3 separate regions of the Mus musculus genome follow, and regions 1 and 3 are each linked to region 2. A link is a contact called in public HiChIP or PLAC-seq data. All regions are on one chromosome and are shown on one strand. The core of a region is the stretch at or near the end of the contact, and the rest is flanking DNA. Distances in the headings are between cores, read along the strand shown. Region 1 overlaps Frmd5 (FERM domain containing 5). Region 2 overlaps Frmd5 (FERM domain containing 5). Region 3 overlaps Golm2 (golgi membrane protein 2).

Evidence for each region. HiChIP or PLAC-seq counts read pairs in DNA pulled down with a chosen protein or histone mark.
Region 1: an H3K27ac HiChIP or PLAC-seq map of embryonic stem cells shows a contact between it and region 2, with 2.7 times the contacts expected there. The contact joins two enhancer-like sites. A contact is called at or near these places in 1 of 15 datasets of contacts at CTCF or cohesin (the NIH/3T3 cell line), 5 of 115 datasets of contacts at active chromatin or transcription factors (embryonic stem cells and epiblast stem cells) and 2 of 9 other capture datasets (adipose tissue and pancreatic islet).
Region 3: an H3K27ac HiChIP or PLAC-seq map of embryonic stem cells shows a contact between it and region 2, with 6 read pairs. The contact joins two enhancer-like sites. A contact is called at or near these places in 1 of 115 datasets of contacts at active chromatin or transcription factors (embryonic stem cells) and 2 of 9 other capture datasets (adipose tissue and liver).

What each region holds. Positions count from the first base shown.
Region 1 is chr2:121,547,401-121,552,185 of GRCm38.p6, forward strand. It overlaps Frmd5 (FERM domain containing 5), which reads right to left. Exons shown (of 14, transcript NM_001360084.1): 14 at 1-1,832. The coding sequence ends at 1,255. Among named protein-coding and RNA genes, the nearest start is that of Wdr76, 43 kb to the left of the region's middle. Within about 2 kb of position 1,576, at least 13 of the 459 cell types and tissues checked have an H3K27ac peak or open chromatin away from gene starts, as enhancers often do. A contact at or near this core is called in embryonic stem cells, where this site is marked.
Region 2 is chr2:121,762,587-121,767,263 of GRCm38.p6, forward strand. The region is part of intron 1 of Frmd5 (FERM domain containing 5); the gene reads right to left. Among named protein-coding and RNA genes, the nearest start is that of Frmd5, 42 kb to the right of the region's middle. Within about 2 kb of position 2,460, at least 10 of the 459 cell types and tissues checked have an H3K27ac peak or open chromatin away from gene starts, as enhancers often do. A contact at or near this core is called in embryonic stem cells, where this site is marked.
Region 3 is chr2:121,892,765-121,897,510 of GRCm38.p6, forward strand. The region is part of intron 1 of Golm2 (golgi membrane protein 2); the gene reads left to right. Among named protein-coding and RNA genes, the nearest start is that of Golm2, 28 kb to the left of the region's middle. Within about 2 kb of position 2,692, at least 10 of the 459 cell types and tissues checked have an H3K27ac peak or open chromatin away from gene starts, as enhancers often do. A contact at or near this core is called in embryonic stem cells, where this site is marked.

The sequences.
Region 1 (4,785 bases), core at 326-2,825, 220 kb before region 2:
GTGTGTGTGTGTGTGTGTGTGTACACGTATGCTGCTGTGAGGGACGACACTAAGTGCTCTTAGACCTTGTTTCCAGGAGCAGGGGTTGACCCTAAGGGTGGCATTCCTATAGTAAGTGCTGGTCTCTGCCATGGTCAAATTCTGTCACCTGTAGGCATTGCTTAGAGGTCCTGCTTAGTGCTTCCTGGTCCCTTCCAAGGCCGCTGCTCCTTCTCGATGCCTTCCTCAGATCTGTCTCTCTCTTGCATCTTTTGATTCATAAAGTGAAAACAAAATAGGAATAGATAGGAAAATAACATTTTGCTGTTAAAATAGAGCTTGAAATAGTCTTTTTTGGGGGGAGGGGCATACTGTAACAAGACAAGCACAGCTCCCTGCGGCTCTGCAGGCTCTCGTGTGACTCAGCACAGGTCTCTGGTAACTGTGCTGTGGGACATCTCTGACCGCACACTCTGGCACCACTTTGACACCCCAGAAGCACTAAAAGTCTTGAGGTTCTTCAGAAAGAAAAGCAAAACATTAAATACAACTCAGGTGTTCACTAGGCTCTAGTCTAAGGGGACAGACTTACCCCACCCCTTCCACTGCTGCTGCTGTAGCTGTGGTCCCTTCAGATGCACTCTCTGCTCAGATTTGAAAAAACAAAAACAAACAAAAGGGAAAGAAAATCCAACTCAGACTATCGTAAGAAGCAACTTTCTATTTAATCATTCTACGCCGTTTACTTTGTGAAACCTTCCTGTCTGGCGAGGAAGCCATTCCTGCCTGCCCACAGCCCCGGCCTGCCCTGCTGGGTCTCCCGGAACCCACTGGCACCAGTGAGAAAATTGCAGGGTACAGAGGACAACAGTCTGAGTCTTCAGCTAGTGTCCCATCTACTGGGTGACACTACTGCAATCATCAGTCTAGTAAAATAAGTGACTTTTATTTGGATACTTTCAAAATAATACACATCTATGAAAAACTAAAAGTTCAAACCCCCAAATTATTCTGCATATTGAAGGATGAGAAACATTTGAGTTGCTGAGCCTTTCTCGGAAGAGCCTCTGAAGAAACTGAATGTTCCCGGTTTACAGAGCATTAGCCTATATCCCTTTCTTCTGCTGGGAAAGAACCCTGCTAGGCTCAGTGGACTTTGAGTCATGAGAGGACTTGGTGTGTGTGCCGATGGTTCCGCGATGGGTCCCATTGCTGGGAATGGGTAGCCGGGTTCCTTGGTCCACCCGGCTAGTTATTGGGAGGAGTCATGCCTTCTCAGGTGTCAATGAGCAGGCTCACCACTGAGCGGATTTTGCAGGCAAACCATCGCCTGAGGGGACAAAAGTATTGATAGTGGAATTGTTCAAACTCGGGGGTCTGGCGGATATCTCGGAAAAAAGCAACGTCAAGGTCAGACTCAGTAAGGATGATCAGGAGGAGGAGCAAAACAAAGAGGAGTCCCATGGTCACAAGGAGCAAACGGAGAACACTTAAAACAAACTTATTCACCTGTTCTTGCTCTGACCCGCCGTGCCCCTGACACAGGGCCCTCAGCTCTCCTCCCAGGGCCTCCGCCTCTGTCGCAGTCGGGGTGCTGGCCTCCGACTCCTTCTCCTCCTCAATGCTGCACGTGGCCCCGTTGATCTGCCGGGAGAGCAGCATCAGCTCCAGGCTGTGCTCGGCTACAGGGGTGGGCAGCACACTGTCTGCGGGGCTGTAGGCCTCATCCGCTATCACAGCGACACGTTCATTGCTGTCTGCCCGGCTGCTTCTCACGTGAGGCAGGAAGGTGTCCCCATGGGAAGAGGACCGCACTGGGGTGGAATGGGCACTGTCTCGTAGCGACTCAAGGCCTGGAAAGGCGAAAAGCACAGGAATTAGCTTTCCGGGTCACAACATTCTTTCCTATCCAGTGGCGTCAGCTCAGGTCCTTAGGTGGCTGCTTATGCTCCACGGTACAGCAGCAGTAGCTGTGGACTCCATATGCAGACATCAAGAACAGGGCAAAAGAAGTACCCAGTGGACATTTTAAAAAAATGTTTAAAGTTTTCATTTGTGTCTTTCAACAACTCCATAAAGTGGAGGGGGTGAATAGTTAGAAGTCATGTGGCTCAAGGCAGAACTGCGGATGGAATCCAAGCCTGTGACTCACAGTGGGGGTCTATGGGATGCAGGGCACATAAGTAAGTCTGCAGCCTGCACCTGCCTTGGGACTCAGGCACCCAAGGAACTTGGGATTAAGAGCCGTTGCCCCAGAACTCTGGATGCTTTGGCTTCTCTGTATTTCCTGATGCGGCCGCTGGCACGCATGACAGAAATACTTTCTGCGTCACTGATGAAACAGAACTCTTTAAGCCCTGTCTGTGGCCTGATCCTGGCACATGACACCCTCTAAAAGGCCTGTCCCCTCACATGGACATCTATGACAGCCAGATCTCCCAAGTATGACCAGCTTTGGTGCCAGCAGCCACTTCAGTACAAAATATCTTGGCTTGTGATTAATCCCTAAGCTGGCTGAGGAAGGAGAGTGAGGCTGACATCAGGACATCGAGTCAGAAGCTATGGCACCTACTAAGCTGTCCGTGAGCTCAGCAGACAGGAGGATGGGCAGACAGGCATTTCTAGTAGAATGCCTGACCACCACAGTTGTTCACCAAGCATGTTAATGTTCTGTCCTCTCAACAGAAGACTGCTTTAAGGTCATTCAATATCAGGCCAGTCCTGAACAAGAAAATGTAGCCAGCACCCCTCCCCATTTCTCCACCCTCTCCCTTTTCCCTCCCTCCCTCCATCTCAAAACCTTTTTATGGATCCATTTTTATCTCTTGTTGTATATGAAATGTATCTCATTCAAAATGTTATGTATCCTTAAATTATCCAGAAATATCACCATAAACCTTTAGTATTGATTATGGAGTAACATCCCACTTTAAACGGTTTGTCTTGTATTTTAAATCAAATACATGGCTTTTGGGGTTTTTTTTGTAAGTTATCATTTAGAAGATTAGGTTCCATTATGGCAATTCTGAACAATCTCTTGCTGCCCCTCCCCCACCCTGCTCCCCTGAACTGCCCCACCCCAGTACCCCTTTTTGTTGCCCTTCCCCCACCCTGCTCCCCTGCTCCCTGAACTGTCCCACCCCAGCACCCTTTTGTGCAATTTCATAGCACACTGTATTCTCTTTTCTCAAAATGGCTCATTTGTTTTTCAAAGGCGCCATCTCTTGAGTCCTGCTTTGGCTTTAACTCACTGAGTAGTCAAAGATGACACTGAACTCCAATCCCCCTGCCATCACCAAACGCTGGGAATACAGATGTATGCAACCAAGCTTTATCAAACTCAGAGCCTCGTGCATGTTACCCAAGCATTCTCCCAACTGAGCGACATTCCTAACCCCTCATCACCCCATGGTCTCCTTTCTGGTTTTAGGACCACTCTCACATATGTCAAGATTAAAAGGTAGTATCTGCATGGGAGAAAACACGTAGTATTTGTCTTGAGTCTGAGTTACCTCCCTTAATGGTGTCCAGATATGTCCATTTTCTACAAGTTTTCATATTTCAGAAGATTCATCTGCTATAGGAACCACCATTCACCCTGCCCCTCCTCAGACCCATTAGTCTCCGGGCGCTGGGGCAAAGTGGCACAGGTGTATTTACCTTTGAGGTGATCTAGCTGATGCCTCTGTCCAGAAGTGGCTCCCAGTGGGCCAGGGGGGACAGTTGTTAGGACCCTACACTGAAGCCGGGGTCCCATCCTCAGGATGCGGACGCTTAGGGTCCGAAGGCAGTGGTTAGTCAGCCGGAGCTGGACACGGACTCTGGTCTGAATCTTAATTAGACTCTTTCCCATGGCAGGCCAGGACGGCAGTTCCTTCTTCAAGGGACACCAGCCAGGCCCAGGAGGTACGGAGAGGAAATAGCCAGCTAGGTACAAAGAATCTCCACCCCCCAGGCCGTGGCAGCAGTGCCCTCCACCTGGACAGAGTGCTGACTCTCCAGAGCCTTATGTCAGGCTGAGCTGGAAGGAGGGAGAAGCGTGGAGAGCAGAGGCTATCCTTATCAGGGGACTGGAATAGGCCAGAAGTGCTTACATCCATAAAAAGCAATGCTTGCCAGCCTGCAGCTCATTCCCCGAGGCCCCGCGTGGCCCCGGCTCTCAGAGGGAAGGGGAAAGGCCGTGGACCAACTACAACTGTCCCAGAAAATAGGCTCTGAAGCCACAGGCAGGCTTTATCTAGGCCATGTGCACTGAAGTCACACAGGAACTGAGGAAGAAGTGGCTCCAGGGCTGGGAGTGAGCTGTGTCTGTCCATGTCCGACTGTCCTACAACCCACTTGGCTGAGCTCCACATTCTGTCCAGACACAGTGGGTAAAGGAAACTGACATTCCCCAGTGTCCTCTGGGCCTCCAAGACTGTTTTAAAAGTGTCCCTGTTTGTGGGGATTTTGTGCTTCATTCAAACTGTAATGCTGTGTTGTTGTTGTTTTTGTATTCCCCCCTCCCCCATTTTTAGAAAGCAAATGAAGCTTTTCTAGAAAAGTCAGAAGGCTTCTGTGATGTGCCTTCAAATGAGCTGACTTCACAGCCAAAAGCGTGTTCTTTGGGGTTTCGTTTGTGCCTTTTGAAGGCCCTGGTTCCATCCCTCATGGCTCCTCCCTACAGTCGGCTGTGCTCGTTAGCAGCACTTCACCACAGTTGCAAAAGGCCAGGCGGGAGGGCTTCTTCTTCTTCTTCTTCTTCTTCTTCTTCTTTTTTTTTTTTTTTTTTTTGGTTTTTTTCAAGACAGGGTTTCTCTGTAGCCC
Region 2 (4,677 bases), core at 1,210-3,709:
AAAACAAAACAAAAAAAGGATTTTTCAGCTCCATGATAAACTTATGAGATCACCATCACCAACCAAAAAGTTCCTAGGCAGTTCAAATATATATGCACATAAGCATGTATAGTTAGATATAAAGCCTGTTAATAAACAAATATATTTAAAGTAAAATAAGACATGTATAAAAATTTACTACATACTAACTCTCAGGGGTAGTATCAATAATCTCTAAGACAAACACACCAGTCATTCTTTATGTACATGGTAAATAATTAAAAATCAGTAATAAGGTCAGGTAATGGTGGGACACGTCTTTAATCCCAGCACTCAGGAGTCAGAGGCAGTTAGATCTCTGTGAGTTTGAGGGCAGCCTGGTCTACACAGTAAGTTCAAGAAACCCTATCTCAAAAACCAAAACAAGACAAAAATCAATGATAAAAAGTACTTAAAATATCCTTGTGTTTGGAAAATAGTGATCTAAAATTAAGTGAGAATAAAAATACGTAGTGCTAAAACTGAGCAACAATAAAAGTAGCATATATCCAACACTGTAAATATGCAGCTAAAGGGACCAAGGGGAACAGTGAAAACATAATAAAGATGTCTGCTGTTGAAAACACAAGGCATGAGAACTAAAATGGAACATCAAAGCTGTTATTATTTTTATATTGTCACTAATCTTATTTTTAAAATCCAAGAGAGAGATGGGCATTGTGGTACACACCTATAACCGGATAACCGGAGCACTCAGGAGGCAGAGGAAAGGATTCAAGCCAGCTTGGACAACACATATTTTAATTTTTTTTCTTTTCTTTTTTTTTTTTTTTTTTTTTGTTTTTTTTTTGTTTTTCGAGACAGGGTTTCTCTGTATAGCCCTGGCTGTCCTGGAACTCACTCTGTAGACCAGGCTGGCCTCAAACTCAGAAATCTGCCTGACTCTGCCTCCCAAGTGCTGGGATTAAAGGCGTGAGTCACCACTGCCCAGCTTAAATAAAATTTTACAGTTGACTGAGGTTGTAGCTCAGTGGTCTTGGTTTCAATTGCTGCTACCACAAAACAAATAAACCTATCTACCCTAAACTCAAAATCCTCTCATCTTAGCCTCCCAGGTGGTATAAGTATATGCCATTGTGTCCAACTAATAGAAAAATGAAGTGGCTTTTATAAAGAAACTAATTATAACAGCTATAAGCATTACAGGGTAACTGAGGACAAAACAGCATTCAACGACTATGTGCCAGAGCTACCAGACAAAAATATAGTATCTTATTGATCACAAATAGAAATACTTGATAGAATAAATTCAGTTCTCTTCAAATCATCATTATAAACTCAACAATAAAAACCTGACAGTGAATATGGAACTTGAAAATATCATTCTAAAACTCACACAGTTTTAAAGAATAAAATACAATAATTTAAATGGTATGGTTCTAGCTTAAGGGACAGCACAGACCAATGGAACAGAAAAGCAGACTGTCTGGTGCTTATGCAGAAATCTGACGTTGTAGAGTAGCGTGGCAAGTTAGGGAAGAATAACTTGTCCAAAACAAAGGACCCAGGATAACTGGCTACACACAAGGCACATGGGATCTCTCCCCCATAACAAAATAAAAGCAGTAGAAGAAAGAAAAACTTTCCAAGAGAATTAAAACACTGTAGCCGCTTTGACATATTTTCTTGATACGATTTCTTGATTCTCAACAGTTCTCCTTGTTCCTCCTCAAGGGCATCCTGTACCCAGCACTGAATTCACCTTGTCATTTTGAAGCTGCAGGATGGAGTAGGAACATCACTTTCTACCTTGTTATTAGGCTTCTGGTAACACCGTCTGCCTGATGACCACTGCACTTGCAGGCGGGCTGCTACAGAGCTTTATTGGTGTCAGGGAGATGGCTGATACAGAGGTGATTCCCTGAATCCCAGCACTCCCATGGGGTGATGGGAAGTGAGGACAGGAGAATCAGCCAGAAGCTGAGGACCAGCTACCCAGAAGTACTCAGTGTGGCAGCAGAATCAAGAAAGACCCAACAAGGTGGAAGGTAGAGCTGACTCCCAAACGACAGGCATGCCGTGGCACACACCCACCCATTCTCATTGCACATGAAGTAAATAAATAAATAAAATATATTTTCAAAAGTGCTAAGTCATACCCACTGCACACCGGTTAAGCCTCTCACATCTTAGTCTTTTGCAGAGAGCTTTGTATCTCCTCCATGTGTAAGGAAGGCCTTTAGTCTTCCAGTTACTGGTTGTTCTATAGTTAGGCCCATTGTCCTTGTCTGCGGTGACCTTTCCCATGATCACGTTGTCATCAATACACTAGGTTAGTCACCAAATCAATATGCTTTCTATCAAAGGATTGTCTGAAGAATTGATTTAAAATGATCAGAACACCCTAAGGCCTAACAGAAAGCTTCCTCCTCCATGGACTCCTTGGTTCCAATTGACTTAATTACCTCAGCGTTTTGTCTATGGCTTTCCTTCAGGCCTCCGAAGCGTCCATGGAATGTGCTTGCTCTGCCTCTTCTGGGCTTACTGTTGCTAATTACTTCATTTGCATAATCTGCTAGATGGCTACTAAGCCTAAGAAGTAAAACATAATTTGGTTCTAGTGAACTCATAGACACCTAAAAGAACTCAAACTTCTCACCTTAAATCCTCACAAACCACTTAGTAATAATTTTATGTACACATATGAAAAATTAGCACATTTTGCAAAGAGACAAAATTATAAAGACTATACTTTTATAACTTAATTACTACAGCCTCTACGGGGGAACATATAATTATAAAAATGTCTCTTCACAATGAAATTTTCTTCAAAATCCATCACTTCTAAAAATAACTTGTAAATCTAAAAGATGGCCTCCTTAGGGGCAAAGGACAAAATTTGATAGGAAAATAGATATAAGACTAAAACTAAGTCATGCAAATTACTTCAATAAGCCAGGGTTGGTAGCACACACCTTTAATCTCAGCACTCAGGAGGCAGAGGCAGGTGGATCTCTATGAGTTTGAGGTTAGCCTGGTCTACATAGGGAGTTCCAAGCCAGCCAGGACTACACAGTACTCTGTCCTCACCCTGTGCCAAAAAAGGAAGAAAACTAAAGTTGCATTGATAGAGTCCTATGATATCAGCTCAGGGAGTTAAAGCAGGGAGACCCCAAGTTCAAGACCAGCCTGAGCAACAGTGAGGCTTCTCAATAAAAGTATAAGAGCTAGGAATGTGGTTCAGGGCTGGGGAGATGGCTCAGTGGTTAAGAGTACTGACTGTTCTTCCAGAGGTCCTGAGTTCAAGTCCCAGCAACCACATGGTGGCTCACAACCATCTGTAATTAGATCCGGTGCCCTTTTCTGGTGTGTCTGAAGACAGCTATAGTGTACTCACACGCATTAAATAAATAAATACTTTTTTTAAAAAAGAAAAAAGGAATGTGGTTCAGTGATACAACACATCCCTAGGTTTAATTTCCAGGGATGAATTTTTTTTTTTAATTCAAGTTAAGAAAAGGTACCCTAAGATGGTTCATAACAGGAGGTAAACAATGTGTTCTAAGTGCTGATGGAGTTCTAACACTCAGCTCCAAAGATGATGAGGTATCTGCCTGGCCACAAAGGATCTTCCACACATTACACCCAAATCCTGACACCAGAGGATAGAAAATCGTACGCCACCTACACGAAGCGGGCTTATTTGCTCTTCTTGTTGGATTTGCCAATAATGCCTATGATACTTAACTTCTTTAAACAAAACTATAACATTTATTTGGGGAGAGGGTGACACATACAGGACACTTGGAGGTCATGGAGGACAACCTGCAGGAGTAAGTTATTATGAGTTAGTTCCTTTCCACATGGGCCCTTAGGGACTGAAGTCAAGTTATCAAACATGGCGGCAGGTGCCTCTGCCTGCTGAGTCATCTCCTGCTGGCCCCGGAATTTACTGCTATCTGTTCTCAGTGATGTACAAATGAGAATTGTTTCTGGAACTAAGAAATCAGCTATCAGGGCTGGAGAGATGGCTCACTGGCTACTGCTCTTCAAGAGAACCCTGATTCAATTTCCATCATCCAAATGGCAGCTCACATATCCAGTCTCAGGGAACCTGATGCTCTCCTCTGGTCTCCACAGGTACACACAGAAACACAGACGTACATGCAGGCAAAACACACATACATGTTAAGTATGTGTGGGAGGGGAGGGGAGGGGAGAAAGAAGCTACCTGTAAGGACTTTGTATATCACAAGGATGAGCACACAGACAAAGTTTCTCATCGACCACAAAAATTTATGGGATAGGCTACTTTGCCATAAGAAGCCAGTTTTTAAGTATTTGATTACAAAATAATCTTTATGACTCAGTTACCGACAGAATTTAATTCTGAGACAAAATAAACATTTTGTCTTCTATTACAATAGAGGGATCAGAACACATTATTAAATATATTCCTGACAGTAGATAGTAATTGCTCTTTTTACTATTTTTTTAAGGTTCTGGGATCAAACACGGGGCCTTACTCATGCTAGGCTAGTCCTAAGCATTCCCAGTTACAAATGAGAAACTGGGATACAAAATTAAAAGCTAAAAATCAGCAAGCAGCTACTACACATGACCATGAAAGTCCCAAAGCATCTTAGTGTCTGATGCAACAAGTATTTCTGTCTGCTTCTCTTTGCTGTTTCTTTTCCA
Region 3 (4,746 bases), core at 1,442-3,941, 130 kb after region 2:
TTCCCTTCCCTTCCCTTCCCTTCCCTTCCCTTCCCTTCCCTTCCCTTCCCTTCCCTTCCCTTCCCTTCCCTTCCCTTCCCTTCCCTTCCCTTCCCTTCCCTTCCTTCTTTCCTTCTTCCTTACTTCATAGTGTCTTACTATATTTTTCACATTGGCCTTGTGCTCCTGAGCTCAAGCAGTCTTTCTATTGTCTGTCCAGTAGCTAGGAGTATATAACTGAAGGCCAATATTCCCAGCCACCATTTTAGATTTTTGAAATCTGGATTGGTGACTCTCTTAGTTACTGTTCTGTTACTGGGAAGAGATACCATGACTAAGGCAACTGTTACGAAGCATCTAATTAGGACTTGCTTATAATTTCAGAGGTTTAGTTCTTCATCATCATCATGTCAGGGAGCATGGCAGCATGCAGGCAGGTGCTGGAGCAGTAGCAGAGAGCTACATCATAATCTGTAGGTAGAAAGAGAAACTTCTGGGCTTGGCATGGATTTTTGAAACCTCAAAGCCCACCCCCAGTGACACACTTCCTCCCATAGGGCTACACCTCCTAATCCTTCTAATCCTTTAAATTCTTTCAAGCAGTTCTACTCCCTGGTGACTACACATTCAACTATTTGGGTCATTCTTATTCAAACCACCACAGTATCTGATTGTAGATGTGATTGGGCAAGAGGTGTGCTGTTGGTGACTGTTAACTGTCTGGCCACCCTTCAACACCACTCACTTGCAAAGAAACATGTACATTATCTTTCTTGTATACTTTTAAGTAACAATATCTTGCCTATTTTAAGTAAAAGGCCTGAAAGTAGGACCAGGGATATAGCTATAGTTTAGTGGTAGAACACTTCCCTGATTTGTGGCCCTGGATTTAATTCCCAGTGCCAGAAAAAAACAAGAAGATCACTGCAAAAGCTGGTAAGTAAGGAGAGAGAGAGGTGACACAGAACCCAGAGAATGAGAATCCCTTTGTGAGATAAGTGGTAAATAATACTTTTGAGGTTTTGTGCTATATCCTGTCTAGAAAATATTTTGAAGAAAAGCTAAGTAATTTTAGAACTTTCTAGAGCATTGCCTATTTAACAGTGAGTGTGGAAATGTGATGAACCTAAATTATTTACTAATTAATTTATAATTAATCAGTAGTAAGAACCAAAACCAGGGGCTGAGCAGAGGGCTCAGTGGTTAAGTGCACCTTGTTCTCTATTATAGGACCGGAGTTCAATTCCCAGCACTCATGTTGAGTTGCTGATGACTGCCTGTAACTCTAGCTCCAGTGATTTTCAGTTAGCTTTTCATATCTTACTACACCGCAGATTATTGCTTGGCCAGCTTGTCTGTGTGCCTTTTTGCCCTCTCCCTGCCCATACCATTTGTGTGTGTATCTCATTTATATTTATTTATTGGGAATGGGGAACATGCTCGTGTCACTATACTTATATAGAGGTCAGAAGACAACCTTTGGAGTCATTTCTCTCCTACCTTGTGGGTTCTAGGGATCAGACTTGGTGGCAAACACCTTCAACCTCTTATCTATCACAAGGAGCTGCCTTTCTATTCTTATTCTGATAGTTTAGGAGTAATCGGACCTTTTTTATAGAAGGCCAGAGAGCAAGTTCTTGAGGCCATATAATTTCTGTCACTATGGCCATAGCTATCACACAAGCATAAACACAGGCATTATAGCTCATTTCCCACAAAACTATTTAGAGACATTGGAAGTTGAGTTTTATGATATATTATTCCTTGGAAAATTTCCTCCAACCAATAAAGTGTAACCAGTAATCCTCAGCTTGTCATCCCTGTACAAACAGGCCTGGTTGAGAGAGATTTTTTTCTCACATATAAAATGATCTGATTTCATTTTGTATAATTTTGTCCTTTCTGGTCTGCCCATCATACTGTAGCCAAATTTACTTCAAAATTGCAAATTGGATATCATAATCTTGTTTGCAAGCCTTGTAAAGAATCCATGAAAATGCCTGTCATCTTTGGTAAGACCCTTGTGCTATAGACCTTGATTGGTTTTTTGTTGTTTTTTTTTTTTTTTTTTTTGGTGGGGGCGGTTTGAGACAGGGTTTCTCTGTGTAGCCCTGGCTGTCCTGGAACTCACTTTGTAGACCAGGCTGGCCTTGAACTCAGAAATCTGCCTGCCTCTGCCTCCCGAGTGCTAGGATTAAAGGCGTGCGCCACCACACCCGCTACCTTGATTGTTTTTAAAGAGATATATCTTACTATTTCCCCTTAATTCATTATTTTCCTGCTACTCACACTCCAGTGAAGTCTGCTTGGCAGGCCGAGAGGCCTGGAAGCACTCACGAGGCAGGGAGTTTCAAGGAAACTCAACCTCCTGGAACCAGGCATTCTCATAACCCTATCCCCGCATTAGTCTGGTGTATGGATCCAAGTGCTCTCTTTCAGTATTGTTTTATTATAAGTGCCTTTAAAGATTGAATTGTGACATAGCTAAGCCTTCGCCAGTGTTCCAACATCCTAGAAAATCCTTGAAGCCCACAAACTTGTAATTCAGTAAGAAGGTTATCTATTCAACATTCAAATTTACTTCTAGTACAGACTGTGAAACTAATTAGGCATTACAAAGAGCGGAGCCAGAATAGCTTAGGGCTGGTCTGCAGAGTGTTTACTTGGGACATAGGCAGTCTTACTCAGACAAGGGAATTTACAATGGCCTGGCATATAGGTGGGTTTACCATGAAAGAATTAGAGAATCCCCCTGAGACAGGTTTCTTCCCTAGGCCCAAAGAAACAGCATAATCAGGCATTTACTAAGGACCCCTGGTGGTGGGCTTAACAATAGACTAGCTTTACACCTGGCTCCCTTCTTAGTGTCAGTGGCCTCGTCCCCACCTTCTTTTGATGTATACATTCCTTTTCTATTGTGTCACTGTAACTCTCGGATGTATCTCGCCTGGTTTCTTGTTGCTCTTCTGTATAAAAAGTTGATGCTCGACTTGAAAAATTACATTCAGATTCTACACAATCTCTCCTGTCGCTTCTGTTTGTCATTTGCCAACTCCTTGCCCACCTGCAACTAGAAACCCGTTCTACGCAGACAGGGACCAAAAAGGCTCTGCGGCATTTTCCAGCTCCTTGGGACTTTTGGCAGATGCTAGAATGTTGAGTGAATTTTCTTTCTTTCTTTCTTTCTTTTTTTTTTTTTACTTCCAAGATTTGGTGCATCGTTAAATGTCTTCTTTCCTCTTTATCTACCCTCCTTCCACATGGGTGAGAGTCACTCTTCTGTAGGAGTTAGTCAGACATTACTGTCGTCTCCAGAAGCCTCCTGTTCTCTCCTGAGGCTGGATTTCTAGGCTGTTTCTACTGTGTTTGCCTGTATAAAACTCTTATCATTTGTCTTGCCATTCTATAATTGCCTGTTTTCTTCAGTGTCTCTTTTGACTAATGAGGTCCTCAAGCACACAGTGTTTGTTTATTGTTCTGTCTGTATTTGTCTGTGTGCTGTCCAGAGCACACTCAGCATTCGTATGGTCCTTTTCTTTGTGCATTGAAAATGGTGTAAAAAATGTAGATGTAATTGATATAAAATTAACTCTTCTAAAGTATATAATTCATTGGGTTTTTTTAAAAGTAAATTTATCCCAACACTTGGGAGGCAGAGGCAGGCAGATTTCTGAGTTCAAGGCCAGCCTGGTCTACAGAGTGAGTTCCAGGATAGCCAGGGCTACACAGAGAAATCGTGTCTCAAAAAAACAAAAACAAAAAACCAAACAAACAAAAAAGTAAATTTATAGTGTCATAGAGCTGTTGTTACTGTCTAATTCTAAAACATTTTCATTGCTCAAAAAGAAATCCTGTACACATTAAGAAGTCCCTCTTATGGCTAGGGACTGTTAAGATGTAGAACATGAACTTGTGAAAGACACTGGGTTTATCCTTAGAGACTTCAGTAACCTCTGCTCCCCAGATGGTAGCCGTTGTCTTTCTGTGCATTTCATGTGGGTGGGATCAGAATTGTTTGGCCTTTTTGTGAGTGTCTTCTCGAACTTGCCTGTGTAGTGTTCTCGAAGAGTACCTGTGTTATGCTATGTACCAGTAGTGTTTCATCCCTTTTCATAACTATGCATTGGCCTTATTTAAACTTCCTTCTTCAAAGCCCCCAAGACTTCAGTGAGACTGCTAGATTCCTGCTCTTGGAACAGTCCTGCTTTCATCTGCTCTTTGTTTCTGGATGGACTTTCACCTTACTAACTAAGCCATCAGGACTCAGGTAAAGGGTAGACCCTGCTTGATTCCTTGCCTTTCCTGCCCAAGCTCCTTTTCCTATTCGTCTTTCTTGTGAATCACCAGATAGTACTTTGGACTGTTCTTACATACCTCAGGCCTTCTGGACTCTATACATTTTCTTGGTTATTCTCTCTTTCTGAAAGGCTCTTTTCTACTTACTTCAAGTTTAAATTCTCAACCTTAAATTCCTGTTTCAGACAGAATCCTTCCTGTAACATCTTTGAATTATCATAGGAATTATACTTTTTAGGTACTACCCTATCTATCCTTGACACTGTTCTTATGTTTTCTCTGTTGTTTCATATTCTTGCCAATATGTTGGCACTAGATGGTAGGAGAAAGGAAATGAGTCTTGACTATAAAGGTAGTGTAAGATCTGGTAGGATGGCTGTAAGCCTGATGGGCCTGCGTTTCACCTCCTGGATTCATGTGGTTGAAGAAAAAGTTCTTTTCCTGGAATTGTCCTCTGACCTCTGTGTACTT